Linked DNA regions of Oncorhynchus mykiss: region 1 is linked to region 2. Evidence: chromatin contacts called from public Hi-C data. All regions are on one chromosome and are shown on one strand. The core of a region is the stretch at or near the end of the contact, and the rest is flanking DNA. Distances in the headings are between cores, read along the strand shown.

What was found. Hi-C and Micro-C count contacts between places; a contact is called where the count stands out from the background.
Region 1: a contact with region 2 is called in a Hi-C map of blood, with 3 times the contacts expected there. The contact joins the promoter of LOC110493847 here to the promoter of if6 in region 2. A contact is called at or near these places in 2 of 3 Hi-C or Micro-C datasets (blood and liver).

Annotation. Positions count from the first base shown.
Region 1 is chr17:36,868,962-36,874,924 of USDA_OmykA_1.1, forward strand. It overlaps LOC110493847 (RNA-binding protein 12), which reads right to left and starts at 3,419. Exons shown (of 2, transcript XM_021568360.2): 1 at 3,341-3,419. It overlaps cpne1 (copine-3), which reads right to left and starts at 3,424. Exons shown (of 16, transcript XM_021568362.2): 1 at 3,341-3,424.
Region 2 is chr17:36,666,447-36,672,363 of USDA_OmykA_1.1, forward strand. if6 (Eukaryotic translation initiation factor 6) reads left to right here and starts at 4,431. Exons shown (of 7, transcript NM_001160592.2): 1 at 4,431-4,502; 2 at 4,836-4,973; 3 at 5,758-5,843. The coding sequence starts at 4,867. LOC110493843 (a long non-coding RNA gene) reads right to left here and starts at 181. Exons shown (of 4, transcript XR_005036971.1): 1 at 1-181.

The sequences.
Region 1 (5,963 bases), core at 2,169-4,668, 200 kb after region 2:
ATTAGCAGTGGAGGTGTTGTTTCCTACCTTCACCACCTGGGGTCAGCCCATCAGGAAATCCAGGACCCAGTTGCACAGGGCAGGGTTCAGACCCAGGGCCCCGAGCTTAAAGATGAGCTTGGAGGGTACTACTGTGTTAAAGGCTTAGCTATAGTCATTTAGTTCAGTTACCTTTGCTTTCTTGGGTACAGGAACAATGGTGGACATCTTTAAGCAAGTTGGAACAGCAGACTGGGATAGGGAGAGATTGAAAATGTCCGTAAACACTCCTGCCAGCTGGTCTGCGCATGCTCTGAGGACTCGGCTAGGGATGCCGTCTGGGCCGGTAGCCTTGCGGGGGTTAACACGCTTAAATGTCTTACTCACATTGGCCACGGAGAACGAGAGCCCACAGTCCTTGGGAGTGGGCCGTGTTGGTGGCACTGTGTTGTCCTCAAAGCGGGCGAAGGTGTTTAGCTTTTCCGGGAGCAAGATGCCGGTGTCAGTGTCTTGGCTGGTTTTCCATTAGTAATCTGCCATATACGTATCGTGTCTGAGCCATTGAATTGCTACTCCACTGTCTCTGTACTGACATTTTGCCTGTTTGCTTGCCTTACGTAGGGCACAACTACAGTTTGTATTCAACCATATTCCCAGTCACCTTGCTGTGGTTAAATGCGGTGGTTTGCGCTTTAAGTTTTGTGCAAATGCTGTCATCTGTCCACCGTTTTTGGTTTGGGTCGATTTTAATAGTCACAGTGGGAACCACATCCCCTATACACTTCCTGATGAACTCAGTCACTGTATACGCCAATGTTATTCTCATAGGCTACCCGGAACATATCCCAGTCTGATGTGCGAGTACTAAAGGCAATGTTTTGATGTGTCAAATTTGCTTAGTTAAAATACCCAGCTACATAACTGCAGCCTCAGGATAGGTGGTTTCCAGTTTGCACAAAGTCCAGTGTAATTCCTTGAGGGCCATCGTGGTATCGGCTTGAGGGGGAATAAACACGGCTGTGACTATAACCAAAGAGAATTCTCTTGGGAGGTAATATGGTCGGCATTTGATCGTGAGGCATTCTAGGTTGAGGGAACAAAAGTACTTGAGTTCCTGTACGCTATCACAATCACATTATGAGTTGTTAATCATGAAACAAACACCAACTTTCTTCTTCCCGGAGAATTCTTTATTCCGGTCTGAGCGATGTATTGAGAACCCAGCTGGCTGTATGAACGGGGACAGTATATCTGGAGAGCGCCATGATTTTATGAAACAGTATGTTGCAATCCGGATGTCTCTCTGGAAGGAGATCCTCGCCCTGAGCTTGTCTACTTGAAAATTAGCTGAACTGCACATTAGCGAATATATACCCGGAAGTGGCGGATGGTGTGCACGCCTTCTGAGTCGGACTACAAGTCCACTCAGAATACCTCTTCTCCACCAGCAGCGTCTTGGAGCAGCCTCTGGTATAAGTTCAGTTGCCCTGGAGGGTACGAACAAAGGATCCAATTTGGGAAAGTCATATTTCTGGTTGTAATGTTGGTGAGTTACCGCCGCTCTGATATCCAAAAGTTATTTCTGGCTGTACGTAATAACACAAAAACCGTTCTGGGCTAATAATGTAAGAAATCACAACAACAACAAAAACAAAATACTGGAAAGTTGCTTAGGAGCTAGAAGCAGAGCTGCCATGTCTGTCGGCGCCATCTTCATATACAATGGTGCCACTGGACTCAGATCTACAACTCACTCATCAGTCTGAAGTGTCGCCCCTTGCGCAATTGAAGGACTTTTTCAACAGCGCGGGGGGTTGGAACTCAAGAGGGCAGTCACATGTGTTTGCGAGGCAGAGGTCCTGAGTTCCGAGTCTCGATATGAGCTGAATCGGGGGGAAATGGTACTCAATAAGAACATTAACTTCCTGAAGTTATCCCTATAGGCTTTAGCCAAGTGGGTCAACACAGTCTTGTGACATGCAGGAGACCTGGTTTGAACCCAGTCAGTCACAAGATTAAATATGGAGTGAAAAGTTTATCCATGTTTTTTTTTGTGCCACTCCCTTCTATAATATCCTGGCGAGGCCTGTGGTCATCATGCCAGATTGGCTTCAGAAACCACCAGAAGCTTTTGTTTACCATAGACCGTTTGATTCGATACATGCTCCTTATCTGAAATTATGAAACTTTGATCAACTTTAAATTATAGTTTGTAAACTTGATACAGACAATGAATGCAATCTACCATATTCAAACTGAATATATAAATATTCAATTTGAAATCACATTTTAAAACTGAACGCAATTTTCAATTCAGTTTCAAATCATGAAATATAAATTCAATGATTCAATTTGTGCATTTCAACCATGTTTGGACGAATGGTTACACCCCTGCTGGGTATACCGTTGTAAAACTTTTGCAACAGAAATCGTTCCCTCCAAACAGAAACCGTTTCCAACGAAAACGAGTTTCTATTGGACAAATTCAGGTAGGTCCCTCCCCCTTTCGTTTGGTTCTTAAACGGTGAACGGTTTCCGCTGCAAGGCGTAATGAATACACCCCTGGACTGCCCAATCTCTGGTCACGACAAATAGCACATACTGGGGGAAGTTGATGAAATAGCAAATGAATTGCATGGGCACGAAAACGCTGTCAACATGAACGAGACTTCATTGTAAAACACATTTGCCAATAACGTAGCTAAAAGCTCAGTCTGTCACAGTACTAAAGCGGTTTCCAAATGTGAAGGGCTGCAAAAAGACAGCAAATTCTGCAAGGCTACAGGAAGAGACCACAGACCAATTATATCTAGCCATTTCAACATTTGAATGTGTACCACATTACTCGAGAAAGGGCGCCGTGCAAGCTAGCTAACGTTAGTTGGATTGATATTAAGAGCAGGTCCTGCAATGAAAACCCCTTCTCCGACCTAGAAGCTAGCTAGTTAATTAGCAAGATGGGTAGCTAGCTAGCATCATTGGCTAAAGACAGAACAATTGCCCTTCAACGTACTTATTCAGACTAGTAGCTACCTAGCGAAACACGAGAACATCAAACGTTTAGCTAGCTAGTTCCCACATTTCTAAAGCTCACGAAAAGCATAACGTAATACATTAGTGATATAGCTTGTTGTTCGCTAAACACATAGCTAGCTAACGTTACCCCATTTGGGCAGGCCGAACATCTCACATGCCCCCCCCCCCCAAAAAAATATCTAGTAGCTAGCTAGCCCTTCTAGCTAACGCTATATTCACCCAATGTCTAACTGCAGGCGTATATTTTCACGAATCTGTAACAACCATTTCATTATTACTATCTCTGTAATTGCATTTGTCCGCTGTGTTTTTATTTGGTCCTTACCGAAATATCTGTTAACAGATCTTTATTTTATGGTGCGTCCTCCTCTCTTGCTCTTCTCTCTCTGCTTGTGTAGTTTTTCTTTTTTGTAACAATAGACAATACTCAATTCAGACAAAAAGACATCAAAAATCACCGTACACAATTTTAAATAAAATAAGACATCACATCATACATAAAATATTGCATTATAATATTCTACAAATTACATAGTAACAGAAGTAATTTAAAAGCTATACATTCTTGAAATCTTGAAATCTGGGTTCTTGGGAAATGTACATATCTTGAATTTACTTAGTATTGAAATTAACAATAAAATCTAGCTTCTTATCAATGTTTAAAAATAAAAAATGTGATGCTCAAGGTAAGATTTAAGGTAAGACTTATTTGAGTATTATATAATATCCCAGAATTTGGATATTATATTGATAAAAAAAACAACTTCTAAATAGAGGCGTTTGTTGGATATACACGGAGTGTACAAAACATTAAGAACAATTTCCTAATATTGAGTTACACCTTTGAGTTACACTTTTGCCCTCAAACGCCTCAATTCGTTGGGCATGGACTAAAACAAGGTGTCGAAAGCATTCCATGTTGACTCCAATGCTTCCCACAGTTGTGTGAATTTGGCTGGACGTCCTTTGGGTGGTGGACCATTCTTGATACACACAGTAAACTGTCCAGCGTGAAAAATCTAGCAGTTCTTGACACACAAACCGTTGTGCCTGGCACCTACCACCATACCCCATTCAAAGACACTTAAATATTTTGTCTTGCCCATTCACCCTCTGAATTGCACACATACACAATCTAGGTCTTCTGCTAGATTGGGTTGGAGGACAGCATCCAACTTTTAAAGTGCATACACTGCCAACTACTGTACTGGATTGTGAGGCCAGTCACGGCCTACCTTCATTAGTCCGGTTCCTCTAAGAAAGTAAAATAGAGCCCTGGACAACACTTTCCTGCCCCCACTACACCACCCAAACCCCGTCCAGCCTCTCTAACCCTTTCACGCAATCTCTCCATTCCTCCACTAAACACTCACACAGACCTGTTTCATGTCTCCCAATGTGGCATTCAAACCTGTGTGCCCAAACCGTAGTCTACTCTACACAGCTTCCTCTCCTACATCCCATACTCCCCACCTCTCCTTTAACTTTTATTTTACCTTTATTTAACTAGGCAAGTCAGTTAAGAACAAATTCTTATTTTCAATGACGGCCTAGGAACAGTGGGTTAACTGTTCAGGGGCAGAACGACAGATTTGTCGACACACCGACACAATCAGTTAACCACTTACACACTCTTACATTGAAATCTGGGATATACACCCCTGCCCCCACCCTACCATATCACTGACTGCATCCTTTGAACCATCTGTGTATTTCCTTAATGTACCACAACGTTTGTGCGCTTAATTTAGCATGTGCTACCCTTAAAAACAAATACAACAGATCTATATATCAATCTATTAAGACTTAAAAACCCTTCTTTAACCTGTGTCCTCCCCCTTCATCTACACTGTGGATTTAACAGGTGACATCAATAAGGGATCATAGCTTTCACATGGTCAGTCTATGCCATGGAAAGAGTAGGTGTTCCTAATGTTTTGTGCAGTGTAAATAATGTAGCACCTTCTAATGGACCTCTCTAGCCTTGTTTAGTATACAAAACATGCAAGGCATTAACCATGCTTTTTTCCAATCTGGGTCTTGAATACTGAGTTCCAATAAAACTTTATCTTGGGGTGACTCTCTTTTGACAATGAAACACCTCTTGTTTGTTACCACATCTTGGATCATTATTTATTATAAATATCCATTCCTCCAACTAAGCATTTATGGTTAAGTCTCAGATCCTATATGACCTCATTAGGTGAATAAGGCCATTTGGGATCGCATTGATCACAGCACCAAATTATAATGAAGTAACTCATTATTCAAGATATTGGTTTGATAAAGGGAAAAGTTGTGTACGAAGCTCAACTTCCACACTAACAGATGTTGTTCATGACGTTTTGATAGTATTATGGGCAATTTAGATGTAGTCACATGTTAACAAATTCTAACCAACAATCTTCTCAAAGATATTGTGGAACGAAGTACCAAATGGAGTCAGGTGCAACGATACACCTCTTCATCCAGTTATCTTTTTAAAGTTATCATTTCCATCCAAAAAGTCTAACATATCAAACCCTCCTGCTTTCTCCCCAGCTTTAACTGCATCCTTAAGATTTTTATGCTTATTCTTCCAGAAGAAATCCACAAAAGGCTTTGTTAATGTGTTTGCAAGTAGTTCCATGGACAAATAATGAAACAAGCAGGGTATATGAAACAAGACAATCCTTCTGCTTTCACCAAAATAACTCTCGTCTAGTATAGACAGGTCTCTTTGTAACCAATTATTGAAAAGGAGAATCGCCATCTTAAAAGTCTGGATGAGAAATTCATCAGCTGTCTGACAATGTGGTTTTTGGTAATATGAATACCCAGACACCAACACTGTCTAACATGAATATTACATATTGTAGTTTCTACATTATCATATAAACACAGATCACACTGAGACGTTCCATCCTATAACAGAAAACAAATCAATAGGTGTCAAGTGCTTTGGCAAT
Region 2 (5,917 bases), core at 3,181-5,680:
AACCCATATTCACCTCTATCTACTTTCTTGAATTTTCCTAACTTTTATATTTTTCCCCCCTATTTCTTTTCCATAAAACGTCCTTAATTATCTGAAGAGACAAAATATGGACACTATAAGCACTAGTGATGTTACTTTTGATACTGGAGCTCCAAGGCATGCATCAAAACATTGAAGTAGTGTGGCGATGCGTGTATCACTTTATCAGAAGTATGTCTTTATTTTATATATATTTTTAAATGTAACCTTTGTTTACCTAGGCAAGTCAATTAAGAACATATTCTTATTTACAATGACGGCCTACATCGGCCAAACCCGGACAACGCTGGGCCAATTGTGAGCCGCCCTATGGGACTCCCAATCACGCCCGGTTGTGATACAGCCTGGATTCGAACAAGGGTGTCTGTAGTGACGCCTCTAGCACTGCGATACAGTGCCTTAGACCACTGCGCCACTCAGGAGTCCCCAATGATGTCCGAAGCTTTGTTTGATCATGTGCTTTTTCAAATCGTGCGAGATCCCACTGGTTATGGTGGTTTCTTCGATTCCAAGCTGCTTTCAAACACCGACCTCTACTGGACACCGTACTTACAAATATGTGACTCACCACATGGATTCGGTCTTACGTAGCGAAATTAGAATTTCAGTTTTTTACATTGGATAAAAGTAGAGACTCAGAGCTATATCATACACTGCATTTGAGGTACAATGGGAACATTATTCTGCTTTGAAAGTTGATAAACTTGTAAAATCACTTTTGAGAAAATGGCAATTTAGTGTTTCGGTGAGAGAGCACTTCTTTGTCTACACCCGTTCAACATTGTTCACACCCTCTTAAGCTTTAGCCCCACCCATCTCCTTGCATTCAGAGCACACACTTGACTCTCTGGCCGATGATTTGTTTACCTCTGGATAACATGAAAACAGCTCTGCTGGCAACAGTTTCATTATGCTTTTTTGCAGACTTTTACTGACACCGGCCATATTCAACAGGTGTTGTACACTAGACATGTAGCTAGGCTACCTAGATAAACAATTAACCTAGCAAGGTAAACAACATGTAAGATCGCACACATCACGTCACGCCACCTAACGTTAGCTAGGGAGCCAGCCAGCTAACACTAGCTAACAGTACACTTTAGCTTGACATGAAACCACTTTCTAAATAATGCCATATATTCCATTTTTTTTTTTTTAAATAGTCAACTTAAAGGGAAGAATGATGTAAGATGCAAACCTGGTATTCCAACTGATTATAGGCTACTAAAGCCAACAACTTACTGCTGCGCCATGGAGTTTTGCTGAAAAAGTGGAGAGAAAAAAATGTATATCTGATCAATTATTGCTTACCAGCAGATAATGAAGCTCTGAGTAATGAACCGTTTTTGGCAGAATTTGGTGACAGCACTGAAGCCCTCAGAAAGCCTTGGTTTCCAATCACTAATAAACACTAGCGCTGCAGTTACACAACCTGACTACAGAAACACTCAACTCTGAGATAAAGCCATTCTGAAAAACCAAAACCATCAAATTCTACACTCAGGTAATTTGTTCCTGCCAAAAGTCTCTGACTTGAACAAACCAAGGGACAACCTGTAACCCCTCTGATTCTAAACAAAGAGCCTGACTTCCTTCACTAGGCCCATGGTCACAAGCAACAAGCTCCATCTGATATGTAAGCAACAATGTGAGACTTGGAGCAGCCACCACCAGGGACAAGTGAATATCGACCACAACTTCAGCACACTCACATGTTCCACTAACATCTCTTTGTTTCAGCCCTAAGCACTCACTGGAGGGGCACAGTTAGCCATAGCTGCTTCACTTTGACTTTCAGAGAACCTAATGAGACCCATCTCACTTCCCCTGAGCCTCAGTGTTAATCACACCAGCATTACCAACAGGGAAAATGGATAGGATAGGACAGGATATGCATATTATTGGTAGATTTGGATAGAAAACACTGAAGTTTATAAAACTGTTTGAATGATGTCTGTGAGTATAACAGAACTTATTTGGCAGGCGAAACCCCGAGGACAAACCAACCAGGATTTTCTTTCTTTTGAGGTCACTCTCTTTTCAATGGGGTTTCAATGGGAATCTAGAATTCTAAGGCAGTTGCTTACAGTTCCTATCACTTCCACTGGATGTCAACAGTCTTTAGAAATTGGTTGATGTTTTTCCTTTGAGAAATTAAGAAGTATACATAGACTTTTGATTGTCTTTATTAAGACATCCTCTAAATCAAATTTCAGCCAGCCTGAACTGCCTGCCTGCCCTCCCGACCCCCACCAGTCATGTCAATAACTCAACTCACCCAACACAATTTCCTTCTCAGTTCACACCTTTAAAAAAGTCATTCCCAAGGGAAAGGTTTGGAAACAAAAACAAAATCCCACTGACCTGTTCACCGGATGTGCTACCTTGTCCCAGTCCTGCTGTTTTGGACCCTCTCTGCCGCACCTGCTGTCTCTAACGCTGAATGATCGGCTATGAAAAGCCAACTGACATTTACTCCTAAGGTGCTGACCTGCTGCACCCTCTACAACCACTGTGATTATTATTATCTGACCCTGCAGGTTACCTATGAACGTTTGAACATCTTGGTCCCATGTTTTGTTATAGTCTCCACCCGGCACAGCCAGAAGAGGACTGACCACACCTCCGAGCCAGGTTCCTCTCTAGGTTTCTTCCTAGGTTCTGGCCTTTCTAGGGAGTTTTTCCTAGCCACCGTGCTTCTATATCTGCATTGCTTGCCGTTTGGGGTTTTAGGCTGGGTTTCTGTACAGCACTTTGTGACATCGGCTGATGTAAAAAGGGCTTTATGAATAAATTTGATTGATTTGATTGACTTACACCTCAAATATACATTAACACACAGAAACAGCAAATCCTCCATATAATTAATCTCATAGGACTAATAATACTGTAGAGCTGTTTTAACTTGCACACAATACAGCTGGGTCGCCCCGTACTGTCTCTAGGTGTCCACCACCCTGCAGCACCCCAACCCAACACACCCCACTCAGCTTTAGGATCTTAATGAAGCATTTATTATTGGTTTCGGGTGTGTTAGGCCAAGGCCAGAGTGACAACCCACAGGAGAGAAGTCCGCCAGGGCCAGGACTGAGCAGCCAGGGATTGCCTAAATGGGTATCTCCCCTGATGTGGGCATGTTTTCAATACACTCCTTTCTTTAGTTGTACTGTATTCCATATAAGGCATCCATACCTTATGAAAGTTGCACAGTACACCCTTAATCTTGTAATAAACCAAATCTAGTGATACATAACATATAAATTAGCATTTTGCTACACCCGCAATAACATCTGCTAAATATGTGTATGCAACCAATAACATTTTATTTGATTTATCTGAAACAAGTTAATTTGATGGAAACACATCTGTGGTGGGAAAATTTGATTTAAAAAAAATATTTGTATGAAAGTCTGTCGCCAACTGGATGGAAACCTAGCTATTGATGTATAAAAAAAACTATGTTTGTCTAGATGCACCATGATGGATAAAATGTATAGTACACCGGATGTATAGCCTACACCGGACAGAACACCTATAATTACCATATAATATATTTAAAAAATCTAAATCAGTCATTTACTCTTCATTGCTCGGTAAAGGTAAAGGGGTAGGTAAATCAGAGGTACAAATGGCAACAATGTTGGAAAATGCAACAATGTTTTGAAAATTACAAAATGATAGAATTGAGGGTCAAGGACCGGAATGTTCGGTAGTGGAAAGACATAGGAAGAAGAGAGATCATGATACAGAAAGTGTCTAGTAAAGAAAGTCAAAGTAGGAAGCAAGAGTATTTGGAGTGGAAAGTGGTGATAGTGTTGGATGAGACCACACCCTATCCGACTAACTAATGCAGTAGAGAAAGAGGTAGGTGAAGTGAAATGAGCTCGGTTCATTGGAAATGGTAGATTGTTAATATTGTGTGGTAGCCAGGCTCAGCAAGATAAGATTTCTAAAAATGGAAAAGCTTAATGGGAAGAATATTAAAAGCCATGTCCCCGGTGCTTATGCTAGATTGAGGGGAGTCATCACTGGGGTCCCAGTATCAATGTCCACAGTTGATATTACAGAAAATGTGATTGGAGGGAGAGTGAGTGAATGAGGCCAAAAGGTTGATCAGTAGTAAAGAGGGTTAAAGAAGTGAAAGCTTATCAGTGATGCAGAAGTTTGAGAAAGTCTTGCCAGGAAAAGTTTGGGATTTATTTGGTTTTGAATTTTATTTTCATGAAAGTACAGAAATTGGCTGATCATGATTGAACGTACATTCCAGGACAGTAGGTGGCGGCATGCACTTTAAACGTTTGTTTGCAGACCGCCATAGAAGAAGACATAAACGTAGACGTTTAAGTGAACACGTGTGGGGAAAGGAAGGGATCCACGCTTGCGGAGTGGTCACACGTAAGTAGGTAAAGTTCTTGTTATTTACGTTATCCGATATGTCGAAAAGATCTGGTGACTATTTAAACGTAGGTATATAGCTATAGTTTGTATTGGTACTAGCCAGTGATACTGGATTTTCTTAAAACGTTGGTTAGCAAACGTTACTCAATTTGAGGCAACTTCCAGCTAGCCACTCGGCTAGCTAGCTAAACTAATGTATCGCTTCGTAATATATTGCAAGGAAACATGGTAGTTGTCATGTTTGTATGTGCCATTGTAGTGATATAGCCATCATTTTATAAGATTTGTCAGTCTGGGCTAACTGATGCCTAGCTCGCTTGGCTAGTACTAATAGCTAGGCTTGACTAGTAGTAACTTGTTAAGTGCGTAATCTTCACATCCATTGTATTTTGTTTAAGAAACGTACTGCCTCAACTGTAAAACTTCAACATGGCTGTCAGGGCATCTTTCGAGAAGAACAACGAAATAGGCTGCTTCGCCAAATTAACAAACACATACTGCCTAGTTGCAATTGGCGGGTCAGAGAACTTCTACAGGTAAGATCTCTTATCGAGACGTGCATCTACGTGCGGTTGACCATGAACGTTAGCTACGTTGGTATCCCGTCGCGGAACGCTATATTCCAGTACCCCGTTACCAGGCCTTTAACGTTTTTGCAACGAAAACTAGTTTTGTATTGGACCGATTCAGATAGGCCCCTCTCGGTTTGGTTCTTAAACAGTTTCAGTTACAAGATGTAATGAATAAGTGTTTCCGAAAAAAGCTTCCTGTCACCGAATCCGGAAAGCTTTTACCTCCCAGTACGGGTTGTAAAATGTGAACCACTACAAATAAACGTTTATATCTACATTTTCCAAAGCTCACTCCCTAGTAGGTACTCGGTGGTAGTTGCCAAGCGGGATTACCGCGTGATCCGAGATGGTGATGCAGTATGGAGATCGTTGAGTTCTGGAAAAGTTGTATTTCAATGTTTGTTCATTTTAGTGGTTCACACATTTAACCTCTACTGACTGGGAAAGCATTCCGGATTATGCACATGCTTTTGACGGGAAACGATTTTTTGAAGGCGCGATTGTCTACCATTGTGCCCTTGAGTAAGGCACTTAAACCCCATAAATAGCTGCACTGTGTCTAACCCAGTATTCTTCTAACTGTCTGTCTAATTGGGGCCTGAAAACAGAGCATATGAGTAATTTTCATTAATGGACAAGTAAAGTTGTATTGAAAGCTTACATACAGTAATGTCAGCCTGCTCTGGGGAGTGTTTGTTATTTAAAAAAATCTGCGGTGTTGTCATGTTAACATGCAATTTATGATTAGTGTCTTCGAAGGCGAGTTGTCCGAAACCATCCCAGTTGTACATGCCTCAATAGCAGGATGTCGGATAATTGGAAGAATGTGTGTGGGTGAGTATGGCTCTGTAATAGATCAACGTTGTACGTCAAACAGCTATCCTCTGCAAGTGCACAAAGAAACGTCA